2 separate regions of the Pan troglodytes genome follow, and region 1 is linked to region 2. A link is a contact called in public HiChIP or PLAC-seq data. All regions are on one chromosome and are shown on one strand. The core of a region is the stretch at or near the end of the contact, and the rest is flanking DNA. Distances in the headings are between cores, read along the strand shown. Region 1 holds the start of CHRNA9 (cholinergic receptor nicotinic alpha 9 subunit). Region 2 holds the start of N4BP2 (NEDD4 binding protein 2).

What was found. HiChIP or PLAC-seq counts read pairs in DNA pulled down with a chosen protein or histone mark.
Region 1: a contact with region 2 is called in an H3K4me3 HiChIP or PLAC-seq map of stem cell-derived excitatory neurons, with 4 times the contacts expected there. The contact joins the promoter of CHRNA9 here to the promoter of N4BP2 in region 2. A contact is called at or near these places in 2 of 7 Hi-C or Micro-C datasets (induced pluripotent stem cells and stem cell-derived neural progenitor cells), 1 of 1 datasets of contacts at active chromatin or transcription factors (stem cell-derived excitatory neurons) and 1 of 1 other capture datasets (stem cell-derived neural stem cells).

Annotation. Positions count from the first base shown.
Region 1 is chr3:40,655,735-40,662,924 of NHGRI_mPanTro3-v2.0_pri, forward strand. It overlaps CHRNA9 (cholinergic receptor nicotinic alpha 9 subunit), which reads left to right and starts at 3,348. Exons shown (of 5, transcript XM_526778.7): 1 at 3,348-4,023; 2 at 4,319-4,464; 3 at 5,702-5,856. The coding sequence starts at 3,960.
Region 2 is chr3:40,382,008-40,388,837 of NHGRI_mPanTro3-v2.0_pri, forward strand. N4BP2 (NEDD4 binding protein 2) reads left to right here and starts at 1,899. Exons shown (of 16, transcript XM_009447528.5): 1 at 1,899-2,193.

The sequences.
Region 1 (7,190 bases), core at 2,098-4,597, 280 kb after region 2:
GTGATCACCTTCTGGTGCCCACACCATAATGAGCTCCGGGCCGACGTTCCTGTTGGCCCAGAGGTCCTCCTTCCTCCCCTTCCTGAATCGCTTTTGTTCTGATCTAACCTGCACTCCCCCAGGCCAATGGATTTGAGTACAGCTGGGGAAGGGAGTTGCTAAGATTTCTAGCAATCTAGAAACAAACTGTGTTCTGGGACTCTATACTTCTCAGTGAAACTGCCAGAGTTCTGCCCTCCAGGCCTGTCCTTATTCATGGGGACCCCAGAGAGACTCACTTGAACTTCTGACCCATTCCCCTGCTGCTCACTCTGCCAGCCCCTGGCCTGGCTGTAGCTACAGTTCCCACCATTACCTATATCTGGAAACTCTAATTCCTCATCCACGACACTATCACGGTCACCCTGTGGAAGTGAGGAGGCTTACCCAGCCTCCAGACATCCAACAGGGTTGCTTCCTACTCTTTCCAGTTCTCTTACATTTCTGACTCCTTATTAGAAAGGGTTCTTCCATGCCCAGAGCCTCCGCTGGGAGGCAGTTTGAGTCTCACTGGCTGAGCTGCAGTAGGAGTCAGCCCTGGCCCTGCCATGCATCTGCGCACGTCAAGCTCTTTTCCCTGCAGGCTTTGCCCCTTCTTCATCTGGAACACTGTTTCCTATTGCAATTTTCATGAGCAAAGTGGATTTATGGATCTGTTTATCTATGTCAGGGGTCAACAAACTATGCCCTGCCACCTATTTTCATAAATAAAGTTTTATTGGAACACAGCCACACATTCATTTTGCTATAGGCTGCTTTCATAGTACAATGGCAGAGAAGAGTAGTTGGTACAGAGACCATATGGCCTGCCAAGATGAAAATATTTACTATCTAGCTCTTTGCAGAGAGTTTGCCAATCTCTGTGACGGAGTTAGATTGTGTAACTCTCACAAAATGGATAAGAGGATTAAAAAGACTACTGCAGAAATAAGTAAGTAAATAAATAAATCCACGGTGGACTGACAATAATATTAACATCACAATAAAAAAGGACAACAAGAAAATTGTAGGACTCATATTCTTCCACCCACAGTACAAATTGCTTGTCACAAAAAACAATTATCCTCTAACCAGGTCTGTCAAGAAGTTGGGAGAGAGATTGGGTGAGTGAGAGAGATGGAAGGGGGAGAGGAAGAGGGGAGGAAAAATAAATAAATTAAATAAATATATATATAAATAAACAAATAGTGACATTGAGCTACAAATGACATGCTTAGCATGTCATTTTCCCCTTTAATGATCATTTATCCAGCAATTTTATGGTCAAGCACTATTTTTAGGGTTCCACATGCATTAACTGATTCAGTCCTCAAAACAACCCCAAGAGGTAGGCACTATTTATAATTGTCCCCATTTTGTAGATGAAGAAACTGAGGTCGAATAATCTGGCTGAGCTTACACCGCTAGTAAGTGGTGGGGTTGGACTTGAATCCAAGCAGTTCAACTCCAGGGTCTGTGCTCTTAAACTCTACATTATACTGCTTTTGATCAAGAATACAAAGTGGCTGGGCATGGTGACTCACCTGTAATCCCAGCACTTTGGGAGGCTGAGGCAGGTGAATCACGAGGTCAGGAGTTCAAGACCAGCCTGGCCAAGATGGTGAAACCCCATCTCTACTAAAAATACAAAAAAAAAAAAAAAAAAAAAAAGCCAGGCGTGATGGCAGGTGCCTGTAATCCCAGCTACTTGGGAGGCTGAGGCACAGAATTGCTTGAACCCAGGACGTGGAGGTTGCAGTGAGCTGAGATCGCGCCACTGCACTCCAGCCCGGGCAACAGAGCAAGACTCAATCTCAAAAAAAAAAAAAAAAAAAAAAGAGGAAGAAGAAGAACAAAACAAAGACAGAAGTAAACCCTAAAATGTTTGGAGAGTGGTGGCATGGGCAGCCCTTTTGGCATGACTTTGCGTCCTAACTACCAACCTTATCCTAAACTCTGGTGCGAGGTGAAGGAATTCATGTAGCTGTCTTTTAAAGGAGCTTTGAGGGGTTTTTTTTGTTTGTTTTTCAAGACACATATCTAGGATAAATCCAGCAAACTTAGAAAGTAGTAGTGAAATAGGTCCTTGGGGATGGCATCCCACTGAGGTATCTCCTGCCATTTCAGTGAGTTTTGAAGCATTGGTTAGCAAGCGTCATGGCTCTGAGTACCTAGGACAGCACTCCTCTGTGAAGAGCCCAGCCTCCTGGAGAGGTTGAGGGTCTCTGGCATGGTTCTCGGTGGAGAGTCAGCATCCTTTACCCACCCTCCTGTGGGGCAGATCGAGGTCCCACCTGCCCTTGGCTGAAAGGAAGTGCATTCCCAAGCCTCCTAAAGGCCTGGATCCTGTCTCTGGCCGATCACTGCTGGAGGGAAGCCACTCTGCATCCCTGGGCCTCAGTTTCCTCATATAGAAGTGAGGCATTAAACTCAATTTCAAAAGTACCTTCTGCCTCTGAGATTCTGGAGTGGATGGTTTGCTGAAGGAGGACTGAGCGTGGGCACCCGGAATTGTGTCATTTGATGAATGAGTCAGACTAGGGGCGTCAGAAAAATAATGTCTTCACAATCAACACAATGGGATAGGCAATTAAGAAACACTTTGCCGATGGCTTGAGTGTCTGTTCCACTCAGAGGATACATTCCCGAAGAGGGATGGGGTGACTCATCAGGCGGCTGTAACCTGATGAAACAGAGCTATCCAATTTCCTCGCTCCAATTCCAGGCAACCAAATTATCTTAATATGGTTTTCCAAAGCAGTTTCCCCAGGCAAGAGGAGAGACAGACATGAGTTTCCAGACTAAGCAGCAATTGAAAATTGACATTTTTTTATAGGAGTAAAATTATATCACATACAAGAAATGACTGAAACTTTATATGAAGTAGCATTCAAAAGCAAAGGGTGTCATCATTAGCAATATCACCATTGGTTATTATTCTCATGCTGATTTGGTCAGCCTTTGAACCAGTTTTTCTTTTTTTTTTTTCGAGCTGGTAAATCCTGGGTGACTTGGTGAGTATAGAAATTCTGGGTATGCAAAGCTGATCAAAGATGAAAATTACTGATATTTAGAAAGTGCTTTCACATACAGTTATCTCAGTAGCTCTAGAGAGAGAAAACATTATTTTCCCCAGTCTGTAGTTCTGGAAGGCTCAGAGAGGTTAGGTGACTTATACAGAATAATAGAGCTCGTCAGGGTTTGGCTGGCAGTCAAACCCAGGTGGTCAAGTCCAAATCCAACTCACAGTGTTGCTGCTTCTTAAGCGAGTGATTATCCGCCCATCCAGCACACCCCCTCACATATATACTCACAAACATTTACTATGCAAGATCCATGCCCAGTGGGACAGCTGCAGGAGGGATCAGAAGCTGAGGCAGAGAAAAAACCAAAATGCCAATATATTCTGGAGATCATAGAACCGTGTCTCTTTCCCTCTTCAAATGCTGCTAAAAGCACGTAGAGTCTTTCTGGACAGCCGTCCCATGGCTCAGTCTTTAGGCTTCCCTTAGTCCCTGGATTCAGGCTGACTCTGCTCATGGTGGGTGTAGAAATCTCCCATTCTGCTTAGATGGAGTCTCTGGTGTGTCAGGCATACCCCTGCTGCCTGCATCTACCTCCTTTTCTGTCTGGTTGTTTCTGCTGAGGGTGGCTAGGGACACTCAACTGAGATGGCCCCCCACAACAGCACTGTTGGACCTAACACACCCTGGGTTCCCGGCTTCTCAGCCACTGGAGCTGCCAGTCTCAAATTACCGGAGGGGAGGGAGGGCAGGCCTGGATCTCAGGATCTCGGTCCTGCATGCAATGCAAGCCTGAGCTCTCCCACCATAAGGCTGCAGCGGAGTGGGCTCCTTGTGCCCAGATCCTTTGTATTCATAGGGGGAAGTGGAAGACCACACTGCCTGACTGAGACTTTATTATAGAGGCTCAGGAAAAAGATGAACTGGTCCCATTCCTGCATCTCCTTTTGCTGGATTTACTTTGCTGCTTCCAGACTGAGAGGTGAGAGGCTGGTGACATGTAACCTATCTTGTCTCATCTGGGGCTATTGCTTTGGTGGGAGGTGGGGCAGGACAGGGAAGACAAAACAGATGATTCAACCGCATGGAAGTATTCTGTGCTTCCTACTGACTCTGATCTTGGAAGGGCATGCCAGAAAAACAACTCATCCACCCACCCAAAGCTTGTCCCTCGCCAGTGTTGGGCCATCCCCCATTTTAGACCTCAGTCTTGTGTTGTTTGTCTTGAAATACACACAACACTCTGAACGTTAATCCAGATCCCTCTTGTTGAGTAGCTGCAGAGACGGCAGATGGAAAATATGCTCAGAAGTTGTTTAATGACCTTTTTGAAGATTATTCCAATGCTCTTCGTCCAGTGGAAGATACAGATAAAGTCCTGAATGTGACCCTGCAGATTACGCTCTCTCAGATTAAGGATATGGTGAGTAACACATGGTGCTGACTCTGTGGAATGATTCTTAGAGGATAAACAACCATGCTTTCTGAAGAGAATGTCTTAACTGGGAATTTGAGAGGGAATGATAGCTCCTTAAGCAAGCTGGTGGGAGAAGAGAATGTCGGGAAAAGGAAGCTTTCTACAAAACTAATTAATTTCAAGAAACGTTACCTAATCCTGGTCATTAACTGTAACAGTCTTAGATAATCTAAAGAAAGATGGGGTTACATACTGTATGCAGCCATTTATATAAAATGTCCAAAAGAGGTAAATCCGTAGAGACAGAAAACGGCATAGAGGTTGCCAGGGTCTGTGGGGAGGAAGGGGGAAATGGCCAGTGAGTTCTTAATGATTACGGCGTTTCTTTGCGGGGGGAAGAAATGATCTTGAATTAGGCAGTGGTGATGGTTGCACAACGTTGTGAATATATTGGAAGCCAGTGCATTGTTCCCTTCGAAAATGATTAAAATGGTGAGTTTTAATGTGAATTTGATCTTAATTTTTTTTTTGAGATGGAGTCTTGCTGTCACCCAGGCTGGAGTGCAGTGGCATGATCTCCGCTCACTGTAAGCTCTGCCTCCTGGGTTCACACCATTCTCCTGCCTCAGCCTCCTGAGTAGCTGAGACTACAGGCACCTGCCACCACACCCGGCTAATTTTTTTTTGTATTTTTAGTAGAGACAGGGTTTTACCGTGTTAGTCATGATGGTCTCAATCTCCTGACCTCATGATTCGCCTGCCTCGGCCTCCCAAAGTGCTGGGATTACAGGCATGAGCCACCGCGCCCGGCCAATCTCAATTTTTTAAAAAAGGTAGTGTTTTAAGATGGCATAGCTTATTAGTGCTTATCTATGTTTAATTACACAATGTTATGAAACTTGAAAGATTTTCCTTCTGCACATTGTTATTTCCTGACTTTTGCTTTCAAGTACATCATTCATTGATCAATTTTCAGGAAATATAGGCAGTTGATCTATGCAAAGATATCAATACTAAAATATTTGTCCACTTTACATTCTGAACACTAAATCTAGGAGGAAAAAAAAATATGATCTTGGCAGTCAATCAAGGGGATAGAATAAATAAAGAATAAAGCTCTCACTTTACTTATTGAAAATTGATGAGTGTTTGTGAAATTCCTATTGTGAAGAACAAGTGTCCTATCAGTGGAAAACATTTCAAGTGTCTGCTAGGTAAAGCGACATCTGGATTCATTGTGTAGGATGAAAGAAACCAAATTCTGACTGCTTATTTGTGGATCCGCCAAATCTGGCACGATGCCTATCTCACGTGGGACCGAGATCAGTACGATGGCCTAGACTCCATCAGGATCCCCAGTGACCTCGTGTGGAGGCCAGACATCGTCTTATATAACAAGTAAGTGCAGCTCAGAACTGAGGCTTTTCAGGCATGAACGTGTTGATTTCATAGAATTTAAACATAATGAAAAAGGAATGTTTAAAACATGCATGAAATTAAATATTAATCCATGTTCCTAGGACTTACTGAAATAAGAGACATAGAATCTTAGATCAGGAGATAATATGTCATAAAAGCTTAGAACTGGAAGGAAACCATCCATCTACATGCCCCTTTTTCGGGTGGGAAAGTGGAGGCTGCATTAGTTTGCTAGGGCTAACTTTGCCATAACAGAGTAGCACAGGTTAGATGACTTAACAAAAATGTGTTATCTCACAGTTCTGGAGTTGAGACGCCTGAGATGAAGGGGTTGACAGCGTGGTTTCCTCTGAGGGCTGTGAGGGAGGATCTGTACCAGGCCTCTCTTCTAGCTAATGGTGGTTTGCTGGCAGTCTTTGGTGTTCCTGGCATTATAGAAGCGTCACTCTGAGCTCTGCCTTCATCTTCACATGGCATTCTCCTGTGTGTTCCCTGTGTCCAAATTTCTCCTTTCTATAAGGACACCAGCCATATTGGATTAGATGTCCACCCTACTCCAGCGTGACTTCATCTTAACCTAACTAATTACATCTTCATGATACTATTCTCAAATCAAGTCACATTCTGAGTGTTGGGGGCTAAGACTTCAATATGTGAATTTTTCAGGGACACAATTCTACTCTTAACAGTGACACTCACCATCCAAGATCATGTATCAATAATTAATTAAACTGGAATGGGCCATCTAGAAACTGACCTGTGGATTTGGGGCTTTGTGTGGAGTGGAGGATGAACCAGTTTACGGGATACAAAGTGACCTTTTCCCGGTCTCAGAGCAAGGGGCCTTGTATAATGGGTAGGTAAGGTTTATGTTTCGCAAGCTGTAAGGTGCATATGAATCGCCCAGGGAGTTTGTTAAAATACAGATTGTGATTCCATGGGTGTGGGGCGGGCTTGTGATTCTGCATTTCTACAAGCTCCAGAAGACGTGGGCACTGTGGGTCCATGGGCTGCATTTTGAGAAAAATACCAGATCTCTGGTCACATCTCAAGCTCAGTGGCCCCGCCTGTTGTTGAAAGAGCTTCTCTCTCTTTTTATTCTGGAACCCAAGTTTCTGTGGAGTGGGAAAAGTTTCTCTGTGGCTCAGACCTATGTGAATGAGGGGCAGCTCAGGGGGCTCCCCTGGGTGGAGGCTTCCAGTGGGCATGGATTTCCTTTAAGGAAGCAACACGGCTGGGTTGCAGCCTGGATTTTAGTCTCACTCCTTACTCAGAGAGCTCATCTAAGGGTCATGAGCTCTGGAATCATAGCC
Region 2 (6,830 bases), core at 649-3,148:
CAGAACTTTATGGTATTGATGTTCTTCTTATTGCCATAGTAAACAAACTTTAAAAACATTCAGCTTGGGTGTTGTCTTTGTGGCTTGAAATATATTTTCCAATGTTAAGAAGAGTTTATTTCTTATTGTTCTGACTTAAGATTTGATGAATCCTTAACAGATGTTCAAAGGAAAATAATTTAAATGCTAGTTTTTATTATCATGGTGAACATATTTCAAAAACAAAATATTAATTTCCTCGACATCTTTCAAGTTTATAATTACTAGGGTTCTTTCATTTCTAAAGTGGCATATATTACAGTTTTTAGTCTCTTATAATGGTTGTTTAGAGGCAGAGTTAATGTTAGCTTCTCAGCAACAGCTATTTATCTCTTGAGATTCTGGGTTATTACAATTTTTTGTTTTTGAAATTTAATAAATGCATTAAGGGGTTTTTGTATAGTGATTTTTTTTTAAGGATCAACATGAAGTCTGTGATTTAACACTGGGACTCGAGACCTCTAAATACAAAATTCATACAAAAGGAAAAATTCCCCTATTTTTCTATATGGATGGTTTCATCAGAAAATTTATCTTCTTGAGTTCTCTCCTTATATATTACTAGTTTCTTGAAAAAGCACTACAACGTTCTCATTGTGAATAAGTGTTCCAGTTAGACCTAAACGACAAAAACCACTTGCCCCAAATTTACACTCTGTTTAAATTTACACTCTGTTTACAACTGCCATAACAACCAACAATGTATCTTCGATGCAAAGGGACACTTTGTCATGAGGTTATTTCGCTTCTCTATTCTGGGAAAAACCACTGCACGTGGAATGAAAAGTAATTGCAAAGGGAGGGGACGGAGGAAGTAAAAAACAGGCAAAACCACCACCACTACCATCACCACCACCACCACCAACCAGAAAGCAAAGGTGAAAAATTTGCGTACCCTGAAAACACTAAACATTTCACATCAGAACCCAGAACAAATAAACCAGGGAAAGCAGAGTTGAGAGAAAAAAAATGGTGCAGGCTTGGGGACGGACTCATACTACAGCGGTTCCAAGAGGGAAGAGTACGTCTTTGCTTTTTCTTGGCACCCGAAAACTCAAGCTCGAACTGGGGGCAAAGGCCAGCGGCTGCGGTTCCACCGGCTAAGGCGCACACATTCCCCGAGCTCAGACCGCACGCTGGCAGGGCCGATGGGGCTGGGCGGCCTCCCTCCACCCCGTGGCAGTCGCCTACCCCTTTGTCTCCCCGTGGGGCTCCGAGGCCGCGCGCCTGGAAGCCCCCCGCGGGAGGGCCGCGCGCGAGAAGGCGGGTTCCCGTGCCCGCCGCAGCGGCCACGGCCCTAGTCAGGCAATGCCGAGGCCGGTCGCTCGCCTCGCCGTCCCTCCCAACTTGCAGCCTGGACCCCGCGCGCGTCAGGGCTCGTCCCAGCTCTGCTTTCCTCTCTCCCCTCACCCCGCGAGGCCGACCTTGTGTTTGTTTTGTTTTTTGGGGCTCGGGAGAGTGCCGAGGGCTAGAAACAGCTGTGGTTTACCGCGCCGCTTATTTTGGCAAAAATTCCGGGCCTGTTGCAATGTTCCCCAGCGCCAAACAGCTCCCGCCTTCCCCCCCGGCAGAACCCGACACTCGAAGAAGGGCTTGCTCCTCCAGGGACCCCCTGATAAGAAAAGTGGGGACCACGGCCCGCTCTCGGGCGAGCCTTGGGGGGTGGGCGACCGGAAGCAGCCGAACCGGCCGGGCAGGGCTTGCTCTCCAAAGGGAGAGCGGGAGCGGGAGAGGTGGGAGCGCCCGCGGGCTCAAGTCCCCCGGGCCGCCGCGCCGAGGCGGAGCTCAGGGACGAAGCAGAGGTCGTGGCGGACAGCCGGCGGGCTTGGGGGGGGCGCGGTGGGCGGCGATCCACCTGGGCGACGTGGCAGCCATTGCCGGCGCCTCGAGACCCCTCCCCACCCGGCCGCCCACCCGCCCTCTCGCGGCGGGCTTCTGCGCGGCTGCTCTTCCCCGGCCGGACGGAGAGCGGCAGTGTCTCCCCGCCGGGCGCGCTCGCCGTGTCTCCCCCGCGGCCGCAGCTGCTTGCTAGCCCTGCGCGGCGCGGGAGAGCGCAGTGGCGCCGGCGGGAAAGGGCTGCGGACCTGCGGCGCCGCGTTGTGCGTTCGACGACGCGGCACCGGCTTCGACGCCCTCTGCCCGCTCCAGAAGCAGGTAAAGGCGGCGGGTGGGAGGCAGGGAGGCGGGTCCAAGGTGAGGGCCCTGGAGGTTAGGGGTCCCGGGGCTCCGAGCCGAAGCGGAGGGCCTGAAGCAGCGGCGGGCGGCGCGGCGAGTGAACCCCCAAGCCCTGAATGTGGGGCCCGGCGCGGGCCGCCTCCGAACTGACCCGCGGGCCCGGCTGCCCGGACGGAAGGGAAGTGAGGCGTCGGCGAGAGGCGGGCCCTGGCGCTCAGCCCGAGGCCGGGCGAAGGCGGGGGCCGCGGCCGCTTCCTTGGCCTCCGAGTGCCTGGCGGGCCTCCAGGCCCCAGACACACCCCTCTCGACCCCCCGAGGTTTCCTCCCAGATCTGTTCCCGCCAGGACCTGACCTTGCGCCCCTCCAGGCGCCTTAGGTGTTTGCCAGGCGGAGCCTTCTGGGAACTTCAGGCCACCTTCCTGAGCACATAGTCCTAGCAGAGCCGTTTATTTACTCAGTTCAAGTCCAGACACACAGCCACTCACACGTTCGGATTTTGGAGACTGCGGGGAGACTTTCCCCTCCCCGGCATTTGTGTGTCTTTGGCCCTCGTCCCGCCTCCCCTGCCCCCATCTGCAACTTTGTCCCTCAATGGGACCCTTCTAGAGCCCCTCTCTCATCGGGACTCTCTCTAAGCCGTCCGTTTGGAAATTCATCCTCAATAGAGTGAGTCATCTTAGCGGGGGCACAGTTTATCTCTCATGCGCTTTTGGTTAAAATAGTTTTTTTTTTTTCCCTCCGAAAGAGAGCTAGAGTAATAGAATGTAGATGACAGGTCAGTGTCAGTGTTGGCTTCAAAGGCTCTTCCTTTCGGCGGCAGTCTTTGTAACTAGGATCTGATATTTGTGGCACGGACAGGTTTGTACACATTCTCGCCATGCAGTGGTTGTAATGTCTCCATGGCACAGTTCTGGCTTGAAGGCAGGATTGGCTGCTTTTTCTACTCGACATCTTTGAGCCAATCAGCAAGGGCTGCTTGCCTGGAGACTGGTTAACTCAGTAAAGGTGGCCATTGGTTGAGCTCCTAGAAGAAAATCCTGGAGATGAACCTAGCCTCTCAGAAAACAATGACTGATTTGCAGCTGTATTAAAAAAATGTTTTCTTTTAATCCCAACATCAGCCTTTTCACTCCGTTTTTATTACTTCCAGTGTTTTTCTTTCAAACACCAGCTGTCTTTTGTAACTCGTTTTAACTCTCATCCTTTAATTTTAACTAAAAGACGCGCTTTAGGAAATGTAAACATCGTGCGTTCTCTGTTTTGATAAACGTGGTTCCATCTGCCTTTCTAACATTGTTTACTGCTAAAGGTCAGAAATAAACAGTTTTGAGTTTCGCTGCCAGGACCTTTTATTATTTAAGTGCCGTGCTAGGATGGGGGGTAGGAGCGAGGGGCTGTAGTGGTGGACATGGTGGGAAGAATAGGAAATAAATGGCTGCTCTTTTGCAAGGAGGCTACAATTTAGTTAATGAAAAAAGGCTAACCTGTAAAACAATAAAGAATAAAGCAGTTGAAATCAGCACGCAGTACGTACGAATGCCAGTTTGTGTACTTGTTGACTTTAGTTAATTTGAAGGGGAGATAGAAGTACTGTATTTCATAGAAAAAGTGGGCTTAAGTTATGGTAGAGGCATGTTTTTTCCTTCATTAAAGTATATTAAAGTAGGCATAGTATCTTGTATGTACACAGTAGAAGCTAAATATTATCACTGTAGTTGCATGGTTTTTTTTTTTTGGAATTTATTTTAAATCTAAATACTGTTACATAGTTGCATCTTATTTATTTATTTTTTTGAGACAAGGTCTGGCCATATCGCCAAGGCTGGAGTGCAGTGGCACTATCTCAGCTCACTGCAACGTCTGCCTCCTGGGCTCAAGCCATCCTCCCACCTCGTCCCCTAGAGTAGCTGGGACTAGAGGCGAAAGCCACTACGCCCGGCTAATTTTTGTATTTTTTGTAGAGAGGAGGTTTCGCCATGTTGCCCAGGCTGGTCTCAAACCCCTGAGCTCAAGCAATCCACCTGCCTCCGCCTCCCAAAGTGCTGGGATTACAGGAGTGACCACCACGCCCGCCCGGCCGTTTTAAAACGCTGATTATTTTCCTTTGAAAATCTCCCTTTTCATCATGATTAGCCATGATTATGCATGTTTTTTGATATGCAAAGCAGCAACCATTTATTAGTTAATGAATTTCAGAAAAATAGCTACCTACCTTCTTTGCTTTCCTTTCAGCTTTTTATATGCAAAATCATATTGTAAGCCTTGGGAAGAATCAGTTGTCTATTAAATGCCTTTAGAAGTAGTTTATGTTAGGAATTTAAGAAGAGATTGAGCATTTTTTATGTATGTATGTATGTATGTATTTTGAGACAGAGCCTCACTCCGTCGCCCAGCCTGGAGTGCAGTGGCGCTATCTTGTCTCAGCCTCTGGAGTAGCTGGGATTACAGGTGCTCAACACCACACCTGGCTAACTTCTGTATTTTTAGTAGGGATGGGTTTTTGCCATGTTGGTGAGGCTGGTCTGTAACTCCTGGCCTCAAGTGATCCGCCCGCCTTGGCCTCCCAAAGTGCTAGGATTACAGACATGAGCCACCCTGCCTGGCCTTAGATTGAACACTTTTTTGATACCTACCTTGCCTGATAATGAGTAAGCATACATCAAGCCATGTATCATTATCAACCTCATTGCCCTCGTCCTCATAGTAATGAAGTGGCTTATGTGTATGTACACACACATGCACACCAGGTGCTGTTTTAAGCACTTTGCTATGTGATTGTATTTAATTCTTACAACTCTGAGATTTGCAGTATTCTTACAGGGGAGGAGACAGAGACTGAGAAGTATTAAGAAAGTTGCTGAAAGTTACCCAACTAGTGTGTGGGAGTGTTATGTATGTATCAGGTAGGTTTCAGTCAAACTTAGATCTTTGTGACCCAAAACTTTATTCTTTTTTTTTTTTTTTCTTTTTTTAAAGAGACAGGGCCTCACTATGTTGCTCAGGCTGCTCTTGAACTCCTGAGCTCAAGCAGTCCTCCTGCCTCAGCCTCTCAAGGCGCTGAGATTACAGGCGTGAGCCACTGTGCCTGCGCCTTGGGAAGAGTATTTTACTTTCTTACCTATCTCAGCATTGCCCTCCAGAAATTATTTTATTAGAACTGTACATCTAGATTGTGGTTAATCAATTCTATCTGAGCTCTCATACTTCATTTATTTTTTTTGAGATGGAGTCTCGCTGTGTTGCCCAGGCTGGAGTGTGATGGTGCCATCTTGGCTCACTGCAACCTCTGCCTCCCGGGTTCAAGCAATTCTCCTGCCTCAGCCTCCCAAGTAGCTAGGATTACAGGTGCACACGATCACGCCCGGCTAATGTTTTTATTTTGAGTAGTGACGGGGTTACACCTTGTTGGTCAGGCTGGTCGTGAACTCCTGACCTCAGGTGATCCACCCACCTTGCCCTCCCAAAGTGCTGGGATTACAGGCATGAGCCACTGTGCCCGGCCGCACATACTTTAAAAATTAAAAGAGGCTTTAATAAATTTATGTGGCTAAGTAGCTAGATTTTTTTTTTTTTTTTTGAGACAGGGTCTCCCTCTGTTGTCCAGGTTGGAGTGCAGTGGCATGATTATAGCTCACTGTAGCCTTGAATTCCTGGGCTCAAGGGATCCTCTTGCAACAGCCTCCCGAGTAGCTGGGACTATAGGCACATACCGCTGTGCCTGGCTCATTTTTAAAATTTTTTTGTAGAGACAGGGTCTCGCTGTGTTGCCTAGGCTGGTCACAAACTTGTGGGCTCAAGCAGTCTTCTCACTTCAACCTCCCAAGTTGCTGGGAATATGGGCCCGAGCCATCACGCCTGGCCTGTTTTTCTAAACGTGGATTGTATGAGCATATCCTTTGATCATGTATTAGCTGCTTTTCTTTTCTTTTCTTCTTCTTTTTTTAAAATTTAAATTGAGACGGGGTGTTGCCATATTGCCCAGGCTGGCCTCAAACTTCTGGGCTCAAGCGATCCTCCCACCTTGGCCTCCTAAAGCCCTAGAATTACAGGTGTGAGCCACCATCCTCAGCTGGCTGTTTTTCTTAAAACTTTATGCAAGCCCCAGATTTAAGGTTATTAGTGTCTTTATTATTATTATTTTTTTGAGGTAGAGTCTTGCTGTGTTGCCCAGGCTGGAGTGCAGTGGCATAATCTTGGCTCACTGCAACCTCTGCCTCCCAGGTTCAAGGGATTCTCCTGCCTCAGCCTCCCGAGTAGCTGGGATTACAGGTGTCCACTGCCATGTTCGGCTAATTTTCATATTTTTATTTCATTTTATTTATTTATTTATTTATTTTTGAGATGGAGTCTCGCTCTTGTTGCCCAGTCTGGAGTGCCATGGCATGATCCCAGCTCACTGCAACCTCCGCCTCCTGGGTTCAAGTGATTCTTCTGCCTCAGCCTCCCAAGTAGCTGGGATTACAGATGTGCACCACCACGCCCAGCTAATTTTTGTATTTTTAGTAGAGATGGGGTCTCACCATGTTGGCCAGGCTGGTCTCGAACTCCTAACCTCAGGTGATCTGCCCACCTCAGCCTCCCAAAGTGCTGGGATTGCAGGCTTGAGCCACTGTGTC